Linked DNA regions of Zea mays: region 1 is linked to region 2. Evidence: chromatin contacts called from public Hi-C data. All regions are on one chromosome and are shown on one strand. Each heading gives the region's core, a stretch centred on a gene start, on an enhancer-like site or on the middle of the called end of the contact. The rest is flanking DNA. Distances are from core to core; before and after follow the strand shown. Region 1 holds the start of LOC100281285. Region 2 holds the start of LOC103632450 (30S ribosomal protein S10, chloroplastic).

Region 1 (5,969 bases), core at 286-2,785, 240 kb before region 2:
TTGGAGGACCCCATGGGGAGATGCATGGCTAGGGTTGACAATGCCACCTAGAACACCAATGAATCTCGATAGATGCAACAAACAACGTAACTGGAGGTTTAGGAAAAAAAAAGATAAAACTTGAGGTCAGGGCGGTTAGCGGGGTTGGGCACCGTTCTTTTTTTAATGCCTGACTACAAATTCTAAATATGTTTATAAAGACACCTTTTCAATGCTCTGACCATTTTCGGTCGTGAACACAACAGTGAACGTAAGAGTCGGTGCTGAGCGTATCGAACACATGGCCGGCCGACGAGAGCTCGCCGTCATGGCTGGATCATGCGTGCGTGCGTCCGTCCATGTACATCCATCCGTTCCCAGAGGCGGGCGAAGTCGACAGGCATGGAGCCAAACACGAAAGCAATGTCGACAGGCATGGGTGCACGCAACGCAAGCATCCCGCCGAAGCAGCAGCAACATGAGGAAGCAGTACAAGGCGCTTGCATCGAAACAGCAAGTCGCCAAGCGGGCGCGGACAAGCGTACTCAGCGGGTAAAGCAAAGCAAAGGAAGAAAGAATAAGCATTATTAGAATTTAATAAGCCTCTCCGGGTACAGCTTGAATTGATTGAAGAGCTCTTCCTTGCCTGTTGTTCGTCCGTGCTAATCAACAAAACCAAACCAATTAAAACGATTATGTTAAGCGGCGGCGGCCGTGAGACACGCAAACGAGCATTGCAGGTTGCAGCTAGCAGCAGCAAAGGCCAGGCGCCCAGGGCAGACAGCGTACGCCAAGGACGACGCGACGACATGGAAAGGACGAGCAGAGGAGCGACGAGAGCTGAATGCCATCGCGACACGTCGACGTACGGGCTCGCGGAGGAAGGACGACGGCTGAAGCTGAATGCCATTGCCATCACGACACGTCGACGGGCTTGCAGAGGAACAGCAGCGACGACGGCTGCTGCTGCTGTCTCCCGCGCGCACCCGCGCCGGCGCTGGGCCCCGCCGCTCCCCCGCCGCCGCCGAGGCGCTCGTAGCAGTCGATGGAGAAGAGCGAGAGCGAGAGGGAGAGCGACAGGTGGTGCGCCCGCGCCGCCTGGGCCTGGGCCTGCGCCAGCCGGTCGAGCGCCGGGCCGAGGCAGAGGCGGTAGAGGCGGCGGTACCCGCCGAGCGCGGCGACGACGGCGCGGGTGGCCGGGCCCGCGGCCGCCGCAGGTGGCGCGGGGCCGACGTGGCGGAGGCACAGCGCCTCCCAGACGGCGTCGCGGCGCGCCACGGCGGCCCACAGGCGGCACACGCAGGCGGCCGCGGCCAGCGAGCGCCCGTCCAGACGCGCCAGGATCTCGGCCAGGATGTCGGCGTTGTCGTTGATGTTGTAGCCGCCGCCGCCGCCGCCGTCAGGCAGCTGGATGCGCAGCTCCAGCTCCGTCACCTCGCCTGCGCCTCCCATCGCCGGCCGCTGTGTCCTCGGCACGTACGTAGTACGTGCAGAGGCAGGGGAGGTGACTGAGTGAGCAGCAACGAGCAAGGCACGCTCTGGAAGTGGAGTGGAGTGAGCGGCTGCGGGCGGAGAGCGTATATATAGGGAGACGGCGGGGTTTTGACTCTGTTTCTACGCGTCGCGTGTGTGGGGTGGGGCGCCCCCGAAAAGGCGATTAATAAAGAGAAAGCTACCAGGGTTCCAATGGCAGTCGCCGTGGAAGCTGAGAGCGAGCGAGTCGTCTGGCTAATTAATCGCCCCCGCCCATGTCAGACAGTCGGGGACACCGTCCGATATCCGTAATGAAAAAAAAAGGATCCAAAGGGTGAGATGGGGCCAAGCGGGCCGGGCCAAGGGGGCGTGGAGATGCGCGACGTACGTTGCGAGGGATTTCTTTCACGCTCGTTGCCGAGGAGGCTGAGCGGCGAGGTAGGGACCGAGAGGCACGAGCACGACCAAGCGCTGTTGGCTACTAGTAGTAGCCAAGTAGCCATAGCGCGTCCAGCCTCCAGCTGCGCCTCCCGGACCGGAATCGGGGTTGCGCCACCGTTCGCAAGCATGCGCGTGTGGCGACGCACCCGTGCCGTGCGCTGCCCCGCCATTTGTCATGACTCAAGGGGCACGCATACGAGTTCACGACGATGTCGTCCGAAATAAACCATGCACACGCGCGTCGACCTGTTTGTGCTTATCCGTTTCACCCGCTAATGATAATATAATAATGATGTGCTATTTTACCAAAGAATCGAAATCATCTCGAAAGCATTTTAGTAAATAAGTGTAAATTAATAATGTAGATTCGTTGTCGTAAACTTATATTAACTTATTTTTTTTAGAAATGTGTAAAGTTCGATTGTGTTTTTTTCTGTTTAAAATAAATCTGTCATTTCTGGAATGACGCATAACTCAGTGATATACCGCACACGTGGCACACCCCGTTGGAAATTCTGGTTTCTAGAACCAATATCTTCAAGTTACCTAATTGGGTGATGCGTGTGGTTGTGCATGCTTAATGCCTTTTTCTTCTTCCGTCCACTTCACACACCCCCTTTTTATTTGTACCGCATGATTGTTTTAGCCTTTTTGACTTGTTATATAGTCCATGTCTTCTCCCGTTCTCCGCAATGTCACGCGTCAGCTTTCCGCTAGTGGCGAAATCCAATGTTTTTTTTCGTTCCAGGTCTTAGTAAAAGTTACCACACTCTTTATATTTCTCATTATGGAGCTGATATTGTCTGAATAAATACACGAAGGTTTAATTTGGTTCCTTTGATCCATGTATTTGACATAGCGCGGGTGACAGCGTATTTGGGATACTAAGATATGTCATTGTTCATACCTCAAATGTTGTTAAGATACCTTCAAAGATCATGGTAAAAGAAATCATCCCAAGAGAGAAGGTGGAGACTGTTGGACCCATGCTCCCCAAAAGAATAAAACTACATCGATAATTTTGTCATGAAAACAACAATCTAAAACCCTAGGCCCTCGGTATCCCTAGGACACCCTCCTACACTTGAGTTCGATCAACTATCGTCGTACCAACAATAATCTAAAACTCTAGGCCCCATGACACTCGAGGCATCATGACACATATTATATTCTTAGCCGACCAGGACCCTCTACCATCCCTTGAATCTTTAAATTTATCTACTTTGGGTAGTTCAAATGTTCGAGACCTACCCCATAGGACCTGAGGCCTTCCAAGTGGACGAAGGAGCTCCTATAGCGGCTAAGTATGGAGACACCCGCAAGACAAAAGTAATGCAACTACCCTCACTAATAGCATAACTGCCCTCAGAGTTACAATATCATGTTCGATCTTTACTCCTAGCGGTCTTATGAGGTTAGCACTTCGGATGGGTGATATTACGGTCTTATAGGTGCACTTTTGCTATGACTTAGGCAACACACACTCAAGACCACTATTCGATATGTGTCATCGTCCCTATAGCCATGCATATGTGCATTAGTGTACTAGTAATTATTATCAAGTGCAAATTGCTATGTCGGAATCAACTATGTTATACCCGATGGCATGGACTCTGGTGTCCGTTGATATGACAAGACATATTGTGGGTGTTTTGACCCGAGGGTCCTAACCAACTAGTAAATTTGGCAGCGTGCCCTTGCCTTGGATGGTTGATGCAAGAAGACACACAAGATTTATCCTAGTTCGGGCAAGAGAAGGCCCTACCTCTAGTGGGGGTGGGAGGCTTGTATTATCTTGCAACTAAGTACTCGTAGTAGGGGATACAAGCGAGTCTAGAGAGGGATTGAGTCCCAATACTCTAAATATAATTGAAACGAGTGCCAATATCAGGAGTGAGATGAGTTGTGAGCCTTGAGTCGTTCCCCCCATATAAGGCCCCAAACTTCTCCTTTTATAGTCGCAAGGAGGCCCAGATGTACAAGGATTGTTATGTTGTTGTTGTAGTCATAGGAGATGTGTCTAAGTCCTGTAGCGGCATGGTCGGCGGGATGGCCCTTGTCCTTGTTTTTGCTTTTGGTCGGGAGAAGGATGCCCGATCCCTGTAGCCTATTCTCTTAATGGGTTAGAGAGCCAAGGCTGGTTCGGGAGCATGGGCATGCGTCCACCTTAGCCGATACAAGGTGCGGATGAGACGTTTTCCAAGTGTGTCGAGTTGGAGTAGTTGAAACAGTGTTTGGCATGGTCTTCTGCGAGATTCACAGGAGAGTAGGTGGAATTTAATGCGCGTTCTCCCTTGCTGGGGGCCAGTGCCGGTCCTGATATTTTAGAGGCCCGGGACAAGACTCATATCGGAGGCCCTTTATAATAATAATTATTACACTTAGATATAGTGTGTGTATATATTGTCAATAAATATTTATGTATATCTGAAAAAGGTATTTATATTAAATAAAAGGTAATTAAAATATAGCCTAACATCTCGAAGAAAAATGCCTCATATATATATGTCTAGATAACTCAAAAGAAGGTTACCTCGAACAGTGATTAAATGGATGCACATTGTTAGATTAGTCGATCAGGTCATGTTAGTTTCGTTTTCACCGTATAGAGCAGGACGAAAGCGCCGCAGTACTCGATGCTCGTGCGCTGGCTACCAAGAGGATAGGGCACGACTATCTGTCTGTCTACGACTGTGCGAGAGATAGAGATGAAACGGTAAACATCGTTGTTTCACTACACACTGAGAGCATAGGCGGTTGGACCTGAGACTATATGAAGTCAAGATTAATGGGCTACAATTAATTCTCCTTACTTATTGTTGTTGTGTTGTTGACTTATAATTAGACCTTTTAAAAAAATTTATAGAGCCAATATATAGACCTATATAAAATATTATATATATATATATATATAATATTTGTGTATATATACTGTTTTTAATACCTAAAATGAGGCCCTGTTAACATGGGGGCCCTGGTCGGGGGCACTGCTCGACCCCCGCCAGGGCCGGCGCTGCTGGGGGCAGTTGGCCGAGGCCGAGCTCGGAAGAGGCGGAGATTTCTCTCGAGGCCAGGCTAGAATTAGATGTTATATATAGTCATGTTCGAGGTGGTTGAAACAGTGGTCAGAGTGGGGAACAGTGCCCCTATTCGTGCCTTGACCACCGCAGCTTTTACCAAACAGCATTCCCTTTGTTTTTATCCTTTGGTTCGGTCACATTTCCATATAGTAATCGTTTTTGGCGTTGGGGATTAAAGAAGCAGCCCAGCTGCGTTGATAATCTAATCTCTACCACCCGTCCAAAGGATGGCGTCTAGGCTCACGACAAGCACGACATTTCGTGACCGCTTCGTGTGGATTTCGGGATGCAGTTTGCTATCCGGGGATCGCGCGCGTTCCGCCGAGAAAATTGGAACGAGGTCGCAACGGCTATCTCCAGCCACGCAGCACCCTAGCTAGTCACGCATGCATACATCGTGTGCATTGATCGATCGATGCATGCGTCAATATATTACAGAGTGCGACTAGAATGCGCATGTGTTTAGAGTATAGGGGTTCTTCACATGTATCCAAGGTGCTAATGGATTACGATTTAAATGTTTTTTATAATTTATTTTAGCCCATAAAGATTTTTTATTTAAAAATAAATAGAAATAGAGTTAAATTTTATATATATTATAAATTTAGAGCTCATTATCACCCCTACCTATACGTCATCGACCATTGTACCCCCGGTACTTTCTTCCATCTCTCGTCTTCCACATGTTAGCTCATCCTACCGTGCACGCATGCATGGCTTTGTAAGCATGGACAAATCGTAGCTGTAACTGTAAATGAACTAGAGATACAATGATTAACCTGTAAGAGGTTCAACTGCAAACATATGTTACCAACCGTTGCAAAGTGTAAACCAGTACCACCTGGCACGGTTTGTAAGCGAACATCCAAACCACACAAATGCAAACGGTTCGTCGACACCAGAAGTTGCAAAATTGACATATATACTAGAACATCAGTTACAAACCCACGCTCGATTCAGTTATAACTGGCCTAGCTGCGACGCGAAATAGCCAAC
Region 2 (6,046 bases), core at 90-2,589:
AGATTACAAATCTATAAGAATGATGCTTGGGATACAAGTCCTATAGGAACTATAAATAATTAAATATAGGGGCAAATAACTATTTCAGTCTAAGCAAGAATAGAGTTATTGCTCCCTCCCTCCCTCTCCCTATGCTGCCCCTCCCCCTCTCCCACGCCGTCCACCATTTTTCAAGTACGTCAAATAATTCCAAGGAGGAACAGAGCATTAATAGGCAGAAAACTTTGAAAGTTTGATCCAGCAAGCTTTCAACTGCTAAGTAGAATCTGGAAAGCTAAACCACCATAGACCCTCAGATATCCTCATTCTAGTCTGATAGGAATGATTTAAAGGACAAACGAAATGAATTTCCCACATAGTCTCTTCAATCATGTGCTGGTAACTATGCATGGCTTAAGCATTAAGGATGCTAAACTGTCTAACGTGATATGGACTTCTACAAAAACATACATTTTTGAAGTCCAAGTCACACTCACGTTAAGAACAGTTTACACTAAGATTAACGGCTTAAACGAATGTGCTGACTGATATTGTCTAGCATCATTGCATTGCGTCCTGAACGATTTCTAAATGCCATTTACACAAATACCCAGAGCACATCGTGCTCTCCATTTATTGTGATTAAACAATCACAAGTAAAATGTGCACTGCTATGCAGCAATAAAAGAGAAACATGTTGTATGGTTTATGGTTATAACTTTTCACAGTTCATTCGATCAAGGAAGCAACAATATCAGAACAAAAGATTCGGTAACATAATAATCTGGGAAATTTTTAACTGCTATGGAAGGTACCTGCTCCCCATCATCCCCAATCGACGATGGCAACGGAATTCCCGTTCCTGCCCCTTCCTGAAAGCGCGAGGTTAACAATTTTAGTCACCGAATGAACAAGGTCTAACGAGTGTGCCAACTGAACCAATGTCGCCATGTAATTGTAACCCCCATAACCAAGCGGTACACGCCATCATGAAATTCGCAGGTTTTGGACTCTGCGTGTGCGAAAAGACACGGCAATATCAGTTCAGTCACGTACCGGTGGCGCGTCGGGGATGCCGTCGTCAGAGAGGGTCTCTGCGGGCGGTGCGGCCGCGGCCCGGGAGCGGAGGGACGCGCCGCGGAGGGAGGACGGGAAGGAGAGAACCGAGGGGCTAGAGTTTGCGGTGCAGCGATGGAGGAAGAGGAGGGGGAGCGGGGAGGAGGTGGAGGTGGGGACGGCCATGGCGAGGGGAGGGGGGGTGAGGAAGCCGTTTGCCGCGTTGGGTTTTGGAAGACCTCTGCTTCGCTATCGCGGTGTGTTATCCGGTTCCAGGGGCATTTGCGCTCGAGCCCCTCCAGCTTTGTTACTTTCAAAGCGAGGTGTCTGGTGGCAAACATGGGCGAGTTCTGTCTCCTCTAGCATTACTTTCGAAGAAGATCATGAATGATTTGTTCGGAAAGGAAGATCGTGGAATTGGATATTACTGTGACCTCAGCTAAAAGTGTCGATCTGGCTGGCATAAACTTGATCGTTTCAAGGAACAATCAGTTACCTTCTTCTTGCCTGGATAGACTGTCCATACCAGCGCTCAAATAGGAGAAGCTACATTCACAGCTCCTGGCACGAGGCAAAAGAAATACAGAATGATGAGCCATAGAGGTGGCCAAACTAACTCTACTACAGACATACATCTACAGAGCACCAGCTATTCACTTCCCTTCTTTATCCCGGCCATCACCACAATCCCCAGCACTCCTTTTTCCCAATCCCCTTGAGAGCAGCTACAAGATCTAAGCCCGACTGCTGCCCACGAAGCCTTGAATATGATGGAACGGTTGCAGTAGCAGCCCCCCCCCCCCCCCCCCCCCCCCCCCCCCCCCCCCCCCCTGGTTAAGCTGCCTGCTGGTGCTGGGAGATGGAACTGTATTTGATTTGTTCGACAATCGATCACCAAAAGTTGGTTTCGCTGTGATGACTGTTCTATCAGAATTCATAGCACGTGATGCCTCATTAAGGTTGAATCCATGAACGTTCGTCTTGTCCCGATCAGATTTAGGAGAGGTTGAGAAAGGGGAATTTGGTGACTTCTGTGAGAGCAGTAACCTTACAGATCTCTGCCAGAGTTTTGCGCTTGTCCTCAAGCTGACAAACATGCCAGATTTAGCAGCAGCAGATAAGCACTTATTAACAACCACCTCACCAATATGAGCTGCAAGTTCCTTAAGAGTCGACATACAATATTTCAAAAACGGAGATTGGTTTTCTGCATAATGCTACAGTAAGTTCAGATCATCTGACACCTGAGCAAATTTATTCACCTAGAGCAAGCTGCAAAAATCGGGGCATATGAATAGCTATTGAGTTGCTGTTAAGTGGTTGACTCAGTTTCAGAGATTCGCCAAGCATTTTGATGCATTTTCCTATCTCTTTTGAGGAAGATTGCTAGGTGTAGAGATTTCCTGTTCACATAGAAGACAGAAGGTGAATTGGTTGTGATTGATAAAATTAGTGTGACATGAATAGTATACCAAGTTTCAGATATTTGCCAGGTACTTTTAAAGTTCTTTCCTTTCCTGCTATTTTTTTCTGAGGAAGATTGTTAGCAAATAGATTTGTTGGCTATGTAGCAGAGAGAAGATGACTCAGTTCTAATCAACCAATATAGCATTAAATGAAAATACATTCCACACAAAGTGTTTGCGTAACAAAGACCGAACATAACCGAGCTGACGATCATTCGGTTCATTGGCTGGCAACAAAGCATCTTTAAAATCGTTTGGGGTGAATTCAGGTATTCCCAACGGGGTTAAAGATACCCTAATAAGTATTAGCTACAACGTCAGTCTGCGTATAGTGAGGTAACTAGATTTTTTTTCTTCCATCAATGTTAATGGGAATCACAACATCATGTCCAGCACACATATACTCTAATAAATATGGATAAAGGTGAATACATAGTCATCGAAACAGGCCATAAATGTTTTCGTTGGAATTTTTCATGATTCCATTCCGAGGAAAAATCGATGGGGGGTGTGTTGGGGCGAAGGCAAAGACGCCACCCTTCGCTCGTCGCCTTTCGCTGCAGTCGCTGGTTTGACGAAGACAAAACGGGCAGGGACACCCTTCGCTTCATTCAGCACCAGACGAAGGCCTGCGGTGACGTCTCCCCGCAGCACGGCTTCGTCCTGCTCTAAGGCCCACGTGTGATCTGGCCCATTGTAACGGGCCTCGCGTGGCCGCCTTTGTGTTACGGGCCTAGTTTGTAAAGGCATTCTTGTAAGTACAGCTTGTAACCCTGCTTTATGGGAATATTCTGGGGATAAACTAGGTGTCCGAGGGCACATGCGTCCTTAACACAAGGCGCTGGGCACTCAGATACCTATAAATACCCCCGCACAGTGCCCGTGAGAGGCTAGATTAACAGAGCCATTTGCCCCCGAGCACGTAACCCTGTTGTCACCACCGTTCACCCTTGTTGGCCTCCTTGCTACTGAGAGCAAGTTCCAACATTTGGCGCCCACCGTTCGTGCTACGACAAGACCACCCGCGATGGCACCCAAGAGAGCTAACCCGAAGGCTGACGAGGCTGCGAAGGCAGCACTGCTGGCCGCGAGAAAGGGCAAGGCCCTCGCCCTCACCCAATCCACCCACCAAGAGCCCACTGAAGACAACATTCCCCGCACCTGCGAAGACAACATTTCCCACACCTGCGAAGACGACACCTTCCGCACCTGCGGGCCCGAAGGACAATCGCAGCCGCCCCCAGGCTTCGCCCCACTGGAGGGCGCGGATCTCACCGAGGACGGCGAGGTCCTCGGCGTCTCAACAGAAGAACAGTTACAGTTGTGCGCCCTGCGCCTCAAGAACCGCAATCTCCAGAGGCAGAAAGAGATACTCGAAGCCAAGCGCCAGCGTGTGTCCGCACTAGCCAAGGTGCGGCAAATGATACGCGACGAGGAGCAGAAGGCCCAAGACCTCGAGCGCGAGATCGCGCTGATGCAGCGCGAAGGCCACCTCGGTCTACAGCAAGAGCCACCCCTCCAGCAGCGCGCGCAACCGGAAGACACGCGCTAAGGCCACCTCGGCCTGCAGCATGGCCCACCCCTGCAACACCGGGCGCAGCCGGAGAACCCGCGTTTCCCCCAGCATGACTACGCCTTCCAGCACGGCGCGCCATTCCAAGGGGTCAACTACCTCGACGAGCGAAGTCCCCTGGCGCCACACCTCCAAGTGACGCCTTGGCCAGCTAACTTCCGAGCAGGGGCATATCCCAAGTACAACGGCAGCACCGATCCGGCGCAATACATAATAAGTTATCAAGTCGCCGTTGCATCCGCCGGAGGGGACCACGCCACAATGGCGAAGTCTTTCATCATCGCCCTAGAGGGCCCAGCACTCATCTGGTTCACCAGATTGCCTCCGCTGTCCATTGATTCGTGGAGAAGCCTCAGGGACAAGTTCCTTCTTAACTTCCAAGGGTACCGCCCAGACACCGACGCTTTGGTCGAGCTCTCGCTTTGCAAACAGCTGGAAAAGGAGACTCTGCGGGAGTATTACCGTAAATTCTTAACACTCAAGTCACAGCTGCCCTCCGTCGATGATCAGATCGCTATCCACTACGCCATCAGTGGCCTTCGGGCCGGCGTCCTCTACAGCCACTGTATCAGAGATCCACCCAAGAACCTCCAGGAGCTATATCAGCTCTTTGAAAAATATGCCAAATCCGAAGAGCTCCACCAGCGCAAGGTTGAGTCACAACGGAAGCCCAAAGATGCCCCGCAGTCCAGCCGCACGTGGACGAGGACTCCGCAACCAGACTCCGGTCGAGATGCCCGCAGTCAACAGCAAGTGCACAACATCGCCAACCAGCAGCCTACTGCTGACCCCCCTCGTCGCCAGGAATATCCCCCCCAGGGCCGCGGAAACGGAACTCGTGGCAGGGGCCGAGGGCGCGCGCAGCCGCCGCGCCGGTTCTACTGCCTTTTCCACGGCGAAGACTGCGCCCACCAAACCAAAGACTGCCCCGAAACGAAGGCCACCAGAGACAGAATGGCGCGGGCGCAGCCAGCCGACAATCCCAGAATTGTCGCGCATAATTACCAGCCACCCCCTCCACCATATATCCACGCTCCCGCCCCGCATCCACCGCACCACGCTTACCAACACCATCAGGAAGTACAAATCGTACCTCCTCCACCCCCACCACCACACCAGCAACACCAAAACATCCCCCATGCCCCAAAGCAGGAAGACTTCGCCGATCAACCATATCGCGGAGTCATTCACATGATAACAGGGGGGTCCAGCACTGACTTCGATACCAAGTGGCAGAAGCGGGACCACTACCGCAGCATCAACCATGTCGCGGTCACCGGCCCAGTCGTGCAGACGAAGTGGTCCCACATACCGCTAACCTTCGATGCACGAGACGTCGACCTGCGCAGCGCCCCCCACATCGACGCTATGGTCATCAATTGCAGCGTGGCAGGCTGGGACCTACACAAAGTCCTAGTCGACAACGGCAGTCAGGCGGACATCATCTTCCTCCACGCCTTCGACCGCATGGGTATAAGCCACAGCCTGCTCAAGCCTTCGGACAATCCGTTGTATGGCTTCGGCGGCAAAGGCACCTTTCCCGTTGGCAAAATAGAGCTTCCCCTCTCCTTCGGTGTAGCACCCAATGCCCGAAGTGAGCAAGTAACCTTCGACATTGTCGACATGGTATATCCGTACAACGCCATCATGGGCCGGGGCTCCATCAATAAGTTCGAAGCTGCCATCCACGGACTGTACCTATGTATGAAGATACCAGGTCCGCTAGGCGCTATCACGATCTACGGCAACCAGCAGACGGCGCGCAACATAGAGCGGGACTTCGTGCCTGGTCAGAGGAACGTACACTGTCTCACGACCCAGCGCGAGGTCCCTGCGCCCGCCAGCCCAACCGACAAGCAGCACGAGAAGGCACAGTTGCAGAGCCAAGACGGAACCAAGACTGTTCCCCTTGATCAGGCCACGCCCAAGCAGACAGTCACTATCAGCGAAGACCTTACGTCACATGAAGAAG

Evidence for each region. A called contact is a pair of places that touch in the nucleus more often than the background predicts.
Region 1: a Hi-C map of endosperm shows a contact between it and region 2, with 1.9 times the contacts expected there. The contact joins the promoter of LOC100281285 here to the promoter of LOC103632450 in region 2. A contact is called at or near these places in 2 of 25 Hi-C or Micro-C datasets (bundle sheath and endosperm).

What each region holds. Positions count from the first base shown.
Region 1 is chr1:24,349,411-24,355,379 of Zm-B73-REFERENCE-NAM-5.0, reverse strand. It overlaps LOC100281285, which reads right to left and starts at 1,535. Exons shown (of 1, transcript NM_001372495.1): 1 at 567-1,535. The coding sequence starts at 1,431. The coding sequence ends at 895.
Region 2 is chr1:24,105,906-24,111,951 of Zm-B73-REFERENCE-NAM-5.0, reverse strand. It overlaps LOC103632450 (30S ribosomal protein S10, chloroplastic), which reads right to left and starts at 1,339. Exons shown (of 3, transcript XM_008654259.2): 1 at 1,036-1,339; 2 at 795-851. The coding sequence starts at 1,221. It also overlaps the pseudogene LOC118473496 and the pseudogene LOC103632438.